2 separate regions of the Strix aluco genome follow, and region 1 is linked to region 2. Evidence: chromatin contacts called from public Hi-C data. All regions are on one chromosome and are shown on one strand. Each heading gives the region's core, a stretch centred on a gene start, on an enhancer-like site or on the middle of the called end of the contact. The rest is flanking DNA. Distances are from core to core; before and after follow the strand shown. Region 1 holds the start of TPGS2 (tubulin polyglutamylase complex subunit 2). Region 2 holds the start of NOL6 (nucleolar protein 6).

The links. A called contact is a pair of places that touch in the nucleus more often than the background predicts.
Region 1: a contact with region 2 is called in a Hi-C map of heart, with 7 times the contacts expected there. The contact joins the promoter of TPGS2 here to the promoter of NOL6 in region 2. A contact is called at or near these places in 2 of 2 Hi-C or Micro-C datasets (brain and heart).

Annotation. Positions count from the first base shown.
Region 1 is chrZ:87,207,536-87,213,373 of bStrAlu1.hap1, reverse strand. It overlaps TPGS2 (tubulin polyglutamylase complex subunit 2), which reads left to right and starts at 2,994. Exons shown (of 6, transcript XM_074811715.1): 1 at 2,994-3,191. The coding sequence starts at 3,119. It overlaps KIAA1328 (KIAA1328 ortholog), which reads right to left and starts at 2,851. Exons shown (of 11, transcript XM_074811713.1): 1 at 2,676-2,851. The coding sequence starts at 2,787.
Region 2 is chrZ:87,015,271-87,021,179 of bStrAlu1.hap1, reverse strand. It overlaps NOL6 (nucleolar protein 6), which reads right to left and starts at 2,421. Exons shown (of 26, transcript XM_074812806.1): 1 at 2,384-2,421; 2 at 2,095-2,289; 3 at 990-1,106; 4 at 518-697. The coding sequence starts at 2,389.

The sequences.
Region 1 (5,838 bases), core at 1,745-4,244, 190 kb before region 2:
ACTCGTCACTGCTCTCCACTTGGGCATCGACCTGTTGACCGCAGCTCTTTGAGTGCGACCATCCAGCCAATTCCTTATCCACCGAGTGGTCCATACGTCAGATCCATGTCTCTCCAATTCAGAGTCAAGGATGTCATGTGGGACAGTGTCAGATGCTTTGCACAAGTGCAGGGAGATGACATCAGTTGCTCTTCCCTTATCCACCAGTGCTGTAACCCTGTTGTAGAAAGCCACCAAATTTGTCAGGCAGATTTGCCCTTAGTGAAGCCACACTGGCTGTCACCAATCATCTCATTATTTACCCTGTGCCCTAGCAGAGTTTCCAGGAGGATCCACTCCATGATCTTGCCGGGCACAGAGGTGAGACTGAATGGCCTGTACTTCCCTGGGTCTTCCTTTTTTTCTCTTTTTAAAAATGGGGGTTACGTTTCCCCTTTTCCATTCAGCAGGAACTTTCATAGTCTGCCACGACTTCTCAAATACGACGGGTATTGGCTTAGCCACTTCACCCGCCAGTTCACTCAGGACCCTCGGATGCATCTCATCGGGTCCCATAGACTTGTGCACCTTCAGGTTCCATAGATGCTCTCGAACCTGATCTTCTCCTACAGTGGGCGGTTCTTCATTCTCCCAGTTCCCACCTTTGCTTTCTGTGACTTGGGTGGTGTGGCTGGAGCCCTTCTTGGTGAAGACTGAGGCAAAAATTTCACTGAATACCCCAGTCTTCTCCATATCCTGGGTAACCAGCTCTCCCATTTGCTTCTGGAGAGAGCACACATTTTCCCTAGTCTTCTTTTTATCACCACATACCTACAGAATCTTTTCTTGTTGCCCTTGACAGCCCTGGTCAGATTTAATTCTATCAGGATTTTGGCCTCCCTAACCTGGCTGCTCTGACAACTTCTCTGTATTCCTCCCAGGCTACCTGTCCTTGCTTCCACTCTCTCTAGGCTTCCTTTTGAGTTTGTCCAGGAGCTCCTTGTTCATCCATGCAGGCCTCCTAGCAATTTTGCCTGACTTCCTCTTTGTCAGGATGCAACACTCATGAGCTTGGAGGAGGTGATCCTTGAATATCAGCCAGCTTTCTTAGGCCTCTCATCCCTCTGAGGCTTTATCCCATGTTACCCTCCCACACAGATCCATGAAGAGGCCAAAGTCTGCTCTCCTGCAGTCCAGGGTAGAGAGCTTGCTGTGCACCCTCCTCATTGCCCTTAGAATCTTGAACTCCAAGAATTCCTTGATTTCTTAGCAGTAACTAAAAACATCAGTATATTATCAACATTCTTCTCATAGCAAATCCCATACTGAATCTGAAACACAGCACTATTCTAGCTACTAAGAAGAGAAGTTACCTCTATCCCAGCTGAAACCAGGACATGTAGTGATCGGAAACAACCCATCACCCCAGGAGTTAATTGATATAAATACACTGTCATTGCAACTGCATCAACACTTCCACAACTGAACAGAGTAGTGACGGTGTGGCAATAAAGCGGGTAACTACCAACCTTCACCCTCTCACATCACAGAGCAAGCTGTAGGAAATTTTTTCTTTTTTTTTTACAAAAATAGGAAATCGTAACAATGTGTTCCCTAAACAGTCCATTGGACAGTTGGCCCATTTCATTTGTGCATTGTTTTCCAGTGGGTGTGCAATCACACATAAATACAGGAGCACTGACACATACTATTCTTTTCACTTCTAGCTGATGCTGGAATCCCACTCTCAGTGTGAGCAACAGCAATAGCTCAAGTCCCTCATACCTGCCCTAAACTGTCAGCTCCTAAATTTCTGCCAGGCCAGACTGACAGTTCCTGTCTTCATGTAGCTGGGCTTCCAACTCAGCCACATGAGCCCCAACATCAATGCCAACTCCTTGTGGTTCTCAGAACCATGCAAGCACACCTCTCTTTAGCCAGGCTTTCACAGGCTGAATCCCCAACACCACAACCACCACCTACTCCATCTACATGTCCAGCCCCATGTAGTCTCCCACAACTGGAGCCTGCATGTCTTCTGCAGACAAAGCCACCACAGCCTCCCTCTCGTCCCTCACAGATCGAGCACTCCAGCCTCCATTAGGCTTACCCTAAATGTCATGCTTGTACTCAAGCACAGGCACCATTCACCAAAGACGCTTCTTTTTCTTGCTGACTGTTCAGCCACTAACCTCGGTTTCTCACTGTTGATCCCCTTGAAAGTTTCCATAACCTGAACCCAATTCCCACATTTTCTACATATTTACCTCCCCCGGGACTTCGCAGCCAGATCACACAGAGAGTGGCCACCCAAGCCCCTCTCTTCTTGCAGGCCACCTTTACTTTCAAACCCCACTTAACTCTCCGCTCCCCGCACACAGGCCCCTGCCCAACCTCTCTCCCCAGGCCGAGCTCCCCCACACTCGCAAGCGGAGCCCCCAGACCTCCCGCCCCACGGCCACAAAACCCCACCCGTCCCACGGCCTTCTCTACACCCAGACCCCAACGCGCACGCCCCCGTCGCCTGTCCTGACAAGCCGCCCCCCTCCACCTCCCCGCTCTGCCTCAACTCAGCACCCTCCCTCCCGCCCGTCCGCTCCCCCCGGGCCCCCACCCCCGCCACGGCACAACCCCGGGGCGGAGGCCCCGCCGCGGCCCGCCCACCCCGAGCCGCCGCCGCCACTACGGAAGGATACTGTCCGGACTCCAGTAAGCGCCTCCGCCCGGCCCGGCAGCCACCTCCGCCATCTTGAAACAACCGCCACTCCCAGCGTGCCCCCCGCCGCCCCCCCGCCGCTCGCCGCCCATTGGCTGCCCGCGCCGGCCTGGCCCCGCCGCTGCCGGGGGAGCGGGGCAGGCTGGGAGCCGCAGTCCGCCGGGCTCCCGCCGAACGGCCGCTCCCCTCGGGCCGCCTCACGCTTCCCGCCCGCCACAGCCTGACCGAGGCACCGGCCAGGGGAACTACGGCTCCCAGCGCGCCTCGCGGCGTAGCCGCCGCTACGGGGTGGGAGGAAGGACAAAAGGGGTGTGTGGGGGGTGTGTGTGTGTGCCCGTCCGTGCCCCCCCCCCCCCACCCGACACACACGCACACGCCCCCATCGGCCTCGCCCGCGTTGACTGTGAGGGGAGCCTGTGAAGGATGGAGGAGAAGCCTTCCGCCAGCATCAAGCCCTACCTGGACAAGCTCACCCTGGGGGTCACACGGATACTGGGTGAGTAGCGCTGTGCGACAACCCGTTGGGCCTGAGGGGAGTAAGGCGGGGGCGTGGGGGTGTCACTCGGTTGTCATGGAAACCGCCCCGCGGCGGGAAGAGGCGCCTCCCTCAGCGCTCAGGGTGGGGGTCCCCGGAGCGGCCCTGTAGGCCCCAGCCCCGAGGTCCCCGCCCCGAGGCCCTTGCAGCAGCAGTGGGGCTGGGCCTGGCAGGGCAGGGCCCGGCTGTGGCTGCCCGTGTCGGCCCTGTGGCCGAGAGCCGCCGGGCAGCCCCGGGGTGTGAGGTCTGGGTGCCTGCAGCGCTGGGAGCCACGGTGCTGCTGGTGGGACCCTAGTCACACGGTTGCCGAGGATTCGTCCTCCGGAATCACATAGCTGTGCTGCTTCTACACACACACAACACCCCTGTTTCTAGTGTTTGAATCAGTGGCAGATGTCCTGAATCTCTCGACTTAAGAGAGCGCTGCGGTTTCAAAAAAATCAAAGACAGAAGGTGGTGTTTTATTCCAAATCATGCATAATTCTTGGCCTCTGTTGTAATGTAGGGTCAGCAGGTAGCGTGCCCAATGGAAGCAGTACAGTGAGGTGCAGTGTTCTGGCAGAAGACTAATCTGTGAATCTGCTCAGGATCAGCTCCCCATAAGTAGTCACCCTGCAGCTTATTCCCGTACCATGGGACTTTTTCCACAACATGCCCAGCTTGCCATCTCTGGTTTTTGCTCAGATCTTGACCTTTCTTGCATCCCAGGAGTTCCCTTTGAAGTTCAGCAGGAGTGCAAGACAGCCAAGATCTGAAAGTAAGGCTTCTCAGACTAACCTTTACTAATGGCACTAGAATCACAAGAACTGGTGAAAGTATTTGCACGTATAAAGCATTTTAGCATCAGACCTTTCACCTGGCAGCAACCTGGGGCACAGAATCCATGTACCAATACTTCTATCCCAAGCTTTGCATATGACAACATTACAAACTGCAGTTCCAGAACTTCTTCCTATGAATTTTAAAGCCAGAAGTGACTGCTGTGGTTACCTCACCCAACTGCTGTATTGCAGGACTGTGAATTTCATTGGTAACCCAAGTGTATCGTTAATTGCACATGTTTTTAGATAGCTGCTCAGACAGACGAGATTAAAAGATCAGGGCAAAATTCATGCTGTGGGCTTCAGTGAGGACAGGACTTCATCTGCGCTCTCTGTTCAGCCTTCTCTACTGACTTATTATTGGACTTCTTGGGCTTTTTTTGGTTTGTATTTTTCATTTTCCAGTTGAGAGGTCAGGATAACTTCACTCTACTCTGTGAGAGCATTAAAGAGGCCAAACTACTGCTGATCGACCATGATGGCAAATGCTTATTTGAAGTAGCCCTTTTTAAAAAAATTACTAGCCCTTCCCACATTTTCACCACCCGGGCTCAGATATATGAGATCTGCATGGTGTTACTACATCCAGAAGTAACGTTGACATATAAACTGTTTTGGGTAGGTGTGTTATTTACACCAGCAGGGCATGACAATGCAGGTTTGACTCTGAAAGTCCTGTAGCATCCCTTTCACAGAAGGTGTTGCCTCATTTGTGTTTGGGTTTTTTTGTTTTTCTGTCTGTATCTCTGACAACCTGTATTGTGCAATATATTAATATGCACCCCAGTCCATTGCAGTGATGATTTACTTTGGTTCTTTTCTCTGTCTCTCCACTCCTGGGTATTTTGCACATTTTTTCCCAGTGGAGTAGACCAAATCATGTAAATTGTGCCACCATATTAATTGGAATTGCTGAACTAATTGGGAAACGTTATCAATCTGTTCAGTGTTTGTTTCTTTCAAATAAAGAAGGATTTCTCATTCAGAAAGATGCCTCACTCAGTAGTTTGCAGCACTAGAAGCTATCTTATTTTAAATCTTTTGGGAAGTTTCATGAAACCAGTAGATACTTTTCTGCGTACCATAACACAAAAGCAGTAATAGGCTTTTAACTTTGTTGAGTTTGTGAAACATTTTTTTCAGGAGATAGAAATGATCTTTTAATGAAACTCAACATACTCCTTTTAAGCAGGAAAATTTTGCACATACATTATAATGGGAGATTGAGGCCCAATTTTCTAGTACCTTTATGAACAAATGTTCATGGCACCATTTCAAAAACCCTTCTTTAAGCAAATTCTATATATGAGGCTGGGGGGGGTGAAGGGGTTGTTTTGTTTTTTTTAACTTGTAGTCTCTGTGGAAGTCCCTACAAGGTGGGAGATTTCTCACAAGCATTATGGAAGTTATAATTTGAGAAAAAAAGACAAACATCTTTCCCATTGCCAGTATGATTAATTTTGCTGAAGTTCCGTGACTAATAGCAAATTCCAGGAAGGTTGATTGCCCACAACTAAATCTGAATGGGAGGTGTTAGCTGTTCTGGTCTACCCAGAGCAGGACTATGCTTCACTAGTAACTTTTCAGACATTTAAAAAAGATGCTGAGTGTTTATCCAACTTATAGGCAGTATTAGCAGTACTGTGTCACATCATTACATTGACTCTTTCTGATTAATAGTGCAAAGCATTTTTGGAAGCTTCCAGATGAAATGTCCTAGAAATAGGACAGTTTACTGTGATCTTGATTCAGAATAGTTAATAGAAAGGAGTCACCTGACCTAGTTA
Region 2 (5,909 bases), core at 1,172-3,671:
CCCCAAGGGGCTCCAAGTCGGTCAGGAGCACTACACTGCTGCTGGCTCACCAGGCTCTAGGATCACTGGAGACAGAGAGACATGCAGCTAAACAGTGTGTTGTTTCATCTCAAACCCAGTTAGAGCAAGCCTAGGCAGGAAGGGGAGGGAGCTCTAGGGGGGTAACAGCCTGCAGACATCACCCTCCCTGTAATACAGTCTTGGGAACCGGAGCAGAAGTGCAGTGGGGTACAAAGTTGGACAGCACCTGCCTTCACATCAACGTGGAAGAGGTTCAGCCCAGACAGAGAGAAGGAAGATCCTCATGCGGAGCTAAAATCAAAGCAGCTGCAAGCTCTGATAGAGCAAGCGGTGAGACTGCACTCCTCAGCTCCTCATGGGAGTCACCACACTGCACATCCAGATGCTGTAACCTCATTCAGGAATGGAGAGGACAAGGCGGGGGCTGTGGGGGACAGGAGGGGAGGGGGCTCAGCCAGGCCCCAGGCCACTCAGCAGCAGGCATGGCCAGACTCACCCGCGGCATGGTCACCGCTACATCCACGTTGATCTCCGGCTTAATGCAGGTGCCCAGCAGGTAGCTGCCCACCACCTTCAGCTCAGTCGGGGGCACAAAGCGGAATCTCCCCTTCACACTGAATGGCACCTGCAGGAATGGGACCTTCACACCCCTGGGGAGCCAGGCCTGGTCAGTGAGCTGGAAACAGACGGGACACAAAAAAAAAAAAAAAAAAAAAAAAAAAATCACTCTAAGCACCACCAACAGCAGATGTGCAGGGATCAGGACCCCTCTGCCCACACAGCTGCAGGTGCCTGCACCCAGGGCTTAAAGACAGAGTGTTACCCTCTCCCTTCCAAGATAAAGCATAGTAGTATTTTTTCAGTCCCTAAGGCAGACAGTCCATGAGGACCACTGCTTGCACAGCAACAGCAGAGCCTGCTCCATACAGGGCTCTTGCCACCACCTCCTCCATCCCTCTGGAACGTACTTCAGTTTCTGGGGTATCTGGGATGGCACTCAGCAGGCTGTTAATTTCATGGAGGAAGGCATCAATCTTCTTCTTCTTCGTCTCCTTCAATGTCACCTCCTTCAGAAGCTCTTCGATCTGCAGGGGGAAAGGGGAGCATCAAAGGCAGTTGCAACACCAGAACTGCTCCTGCCTTTTACCTTGTCCTCCAGCACCAACCACGAGCCTGGTGAAGAGGGCAGCAGGTTTGCTGAAGAACACACCTGTGCCTCTCCACAAACCCTGCCTGGAGCTGGGAGTCCACTCAGTCCACAGGCAGAAGGATAACACAGCTTCTGACATCTCCTGTGAAGGGCTGGATGGCAATCAACTCCATCCCACCAGCTTCTGTGTGAGGTCCAGCCACAAAAAAACTGGTGTGATTCACAGAAGCACAGCTCTCAGATAGGCTTTTTGCACGACAGAGTATCAGCTGCAGGAAACAACAATGCAGGTTCACAGCACGAACCAGGCCCTTGCCGCCAACACCAGCAGGTAGCCAGGAGATCAAAGCCACTCCTCACCAACATTAAAATGTTACAACCACCAGAAGCCATCTAGGAACCAGCCTGACCTCCCCCCAACACAGCTAGCTTTACCAGGACGTAAAAAAATCCTCCTGCCCCATCACAGAAGCTGATCAAAGACAGCAGTCAGACACAGCTGGTGATGTTACTTCCTCACCCCAGAGAGCAACAAATCTCCACAGGGAGGGATGCTTCCACCGTACTGCAGTTAAGTGCTGGAGAGGTTCAATTTTAATGGTGTAGAAGACACCCAGCGCCTGGCGCAGGGCAGTAATAGGAATTACTGTGGAAACATGCGTAATACGCTGGGTGCCTTGTAAAGCCTGTGCCTTCTGTCCCTGCCCCGTGCCCAGCTCCTGCAGCAGCGGCCGCTGCCTAGAGTTACCGGGTCAGGAGGGCTCAGGGGCCTGCCAGCGTCCGGGGGTCTCTTTCCCAGGCGGTTCCTGGGAAGCTCTGGGTCCAGGGTCCCTCTGCTCCTCCCCTCCCTCCTCAGTTTAGCCCCCAGCGGAGCAGAGCGCGGCCAACGGCGGCTCCCCGGGCCGGCGGGCCCCCCGGCTGACCTGCAGGCGGAGCAGGCTGGAGTGGAAGAGGTCCTCGGTCTCCTTCAGCTGGCTCAGCTCCTCGCTGGTCGGCGGCTTGTAGAGCTCGGCCCGGCTCAGCTTCGCCGGCTGCAGGGCCCCGGCCCCAGTCGGGGCGGCCCTCTTCCCGCCACGCGCCGCGCCCCTGGCGGGGGACTCCCGGCCCTGCGCAGAGCCCTGCGAGGAGAAGACAGCACGGCTCGACCCAGAGTCCCGCCGCAGGCGCCCTCGGGGCGCCGATCCCCCCTCCCCAAAGCCGCCGCCGCCTCACCGCCATGGCCGCCGCCGCCGCCGCACACGCGCGGACCCTGTCGCCACGTGCGGCTCCACGCACCCTGCTAGCCGCGGAGCGCCGCTCCCCATTGGCCGCCGCTTACCGGCGCGGGGCTTCTATTGGCTGCGCCGGCTGTGCCCCGCCTTCCCGCCCACGGAGACGAGCTCGCTTGAGCAGGGCTGGGAGGGCGTGCTTCCTCGCTTTGCGGCAGGTCGTGTTTGGAGCGGCGTGTTTTGCATCAGTTGTGTGTGCTTGACGGCAGCGCAGCTCCCGCCCCGCACGGCTCTGGGGAGGAGGAGGGGGGGGCGTGTCTCCCCGGGGTGGGGGTCGCTGCCCCTCGGGCTATCGCCGGGTACGGACCCAGGGTCGTCCCACTGAGGTGCCCTGTTTTGCCCTGCAGGCCGTCGGCTGGGCCCCTCCCCCCCCCCCCCGACCGCCTTGGACCTCCCCCTCGCTTGGCTGGGGTGGAGCCTGGAGCTGGATCGGCTGGCTGTCCAGGGCCAGACGGGCTGTAACCCAAATTCACAACCTTTAACCCCAAACTGCAGTTCTCGGGGCAGCCCGGTGTGGTTTTGCGTTCAGGCTGGCCGCACGTGGGTGCCACAAGCCGGTTCGGCCTGCAGGACAACATTACCCCGCTGGCCAGGGCCTACCTGTGGTGCCTCTTGGGGACCCTGATTTCAGCAGCACCACATACTTAACATCGTGTTCAAAAGGGACCTTAAAATAATTGGGGAGGCGGAGATGTAGTATATCGGAGGTTAATAAACATACCAGACTCCAGTTTTCAGTCTGGTGTGACTTTCTATCTAGACAAGGGGAAAATTTGGGGCTGTTTGAGGTTAGGTGAGTAACAAGGGCATGGTCTGGGCTCAGAGCAGCTGATGCCAGCTGTATATATACACATAGTAAAATAAGGTGCAGTTTGCACAATATGCACAATTCTGGCAAACAGCTGGCAAGTCATCCCTCTCCAGTTTTGAGCCTCAGGTGGCTGCGTGTGCCTTCTGGCATGAGGATTTTAGAACTACCCTGAATTACTTGGATGTTTTCAAGACACACCATGTCCTGCACCCAGAAAAGAACTTTATTTTCCAAAGCAGCCAGGCTGGAAGCGGCACGGTCGGGTTGATCCTGGGTAGGGCGAGTGTGGAACTGCCTGTACGCTGCAGAGCCGGGCTCTGGTACTTCATGATTAATCAGGGTGGACATCCCGTACGTGACCTGCAGAGAGCTGTTGTGGCAGGCTGACCCAGCTTGGCCAGCTCCCACAGGGGCTGGCACAGGCACTGGGAGCAGGGCTGGCCCAGCAGCAGCCTGTGTGCTGGTTACCAGAGCGGGAGAAATATCACCTTTATATATGCCTTTATGTATATATGCCTTTACAGAAGCAACTCCAAACCCAAGGTCTGACCAGATTTGGGTTGTCAGGATATTTAAAAGCCCAACCTATGTGTGTCCCTGAACAGGAGGTCACAGATTTGGGGCTCAAATAATTTTAGTTCTGTTGCCAGCTCTTTTGCTGGTTTTTGCGTAACTGTAGATAGCTTCTCCCATGAAACAGGGATGTTTTGACTCCAGTGGGACTGTCCTTCTTTAGAAGGACTCTGCTCTGGGGCAACATCCCAGCCTGGAATGTCTAATCTCCATGTCAGATCCAAATTCTCCCTGAACCCTGGCCACCTGCAGTTCAGGTTTTTTCCTGCGCTGTGGGAACACTATAAACAGGATCTCTTCAAGAGTAGATGTGTAGGCATGTTAAGACAGAGAGTAGAAGGTCATGTATCCATTCTGAAGGTAAATGAATTGGGCTAAGCTCTGTCACCAGCACAGGACCCCTAAGCCAAATCAGCCCACTGTTCATGGGCTGTGCTTGTGGGAAATACAATTAGGTTTGGGGAAAATCAAGCAGGTTTTGGGGAAAAATGAGCAGGCTGAGTGTTGGAGAGAAAAAACAACAAGCTGGGAGTTCAGAGGATGTTTGCAGCTGATTTTCCATCTGCCCTGCAAGGCTTTGCTGCATCTGGCTTGTGACGGAGTGGGGCAGGCTCTCACCCTTACCTCTGCTAGGGAAAGCAGAGCAACGCCACGTCTGCAGGCACCCATGGCTCCCCAGCTTTCACCCTGCAGAGCTCGTTTCCACACACTGCTGCTGCACAGCGTCTCTGCCATGGAAATCCCAGTGCTGGCTTCCTGCTCGAAGCCAGTCATCATTTCTCTTCCCAGAAAAGGCTGAAAGGCTGGCATCAGCCTGTATGTTGCCTGACCTGCTGCCTAGCTGGGCACCATCATCAGCCTCATTGCCAAGAGCCTCCTCAAGCCTCACATACCTGGTATTTAACCATGTCCATGCAGGAGAACCTGCTGAAAGCCGGGTCTGAGCCTTGTGTCAACCAGGGGACTGGGACTGCTGCAGGTGGGTGTTTGGGTCCTGATTTCCAAGGAAAGTGTACCAAGTTGAGCTGACCTGTTGTTGTATTTGGGGACCACCTTCTGCGTGCAAATGCTTGCAGTGGGGATGTGAGAGATGGCTGTAGGTATGAGCCCAGACTGCTGGTCCCTGTTACTGCTCATTGCAGCTCCTGCCTGGCTGCTGCATCACAGCCTCTCAATCTCAGCCACCAGCAGCAACATCCCCAACCCTCTCCAGAGCACCCCAGGAGAGGATTTTTGCTCATTGTAACCTCTGAATCGCTTCTTCCTCCATCTTGGTGGCTGGGTTGGGTCCCGTGGGCTGCCCCTTAAGGCAGGGAGATGAACCCCCTTCATCCATCCGCACCCATGCACACGCTGCCCCACACTCCCTTGCACACCAAGATTGCCTCCAAAATTGACTTCCAGTTCGTGTAGACATTCAACTCCCAGCTGGTTTTGCAGGCAATTCTTGTACACAGCCCCAGTGACTCCACTGAGTATGAATTACAGCATCAGCTCCTAACTCAGGAGAAATTTATCCTGCATGTTCCCAAAAGAAACAGCTCCTTGGTTGGAGGAGCTCCCATTCCTCCCCCTTCCCTCCTGCCCCTGCTGGAGCCAGGACTCCTGTGCTCCAGCTCCACTCCTCTTCCCCTTCCATCCCCACTGTGCCACGCTGCTCCCTGAGACGTGATTCACTGCCCAACGCCTCCGGGTGCTGTGGGCATACCTGCCGTGTCAGGCTCCCCTCTGATTTAAGGCGAGGGTAATTGCAGCCTTGCAAAGCATTTTTAGGAAGGCTGGGAAAACCGGTTTGGTCATCCCTGGCCCCAAGGTCACGTCCCTGCGCTGCTTGAGAGCGATGGGGGAGGAAGGACCCTGTCACTTGGGGAGTAAATGGCAAGTCCACAGTGGGTCACTGGGGTGCTCACCATGCAAACCCCTCAGCACCTCCCCTTGGCCCCTGCTGTCCCCGGGACGGGGTGTAATGCCTGGCCGGAGTGGCAGAAGGGGCTCAAGGTCTGGCCCCAGAGGGACTGGATAACGGGGCAGCACCTGGAGCCTCCCCAGCCTCCCGCTACCCTCCAGCACTCTGTATCGCCCTGCT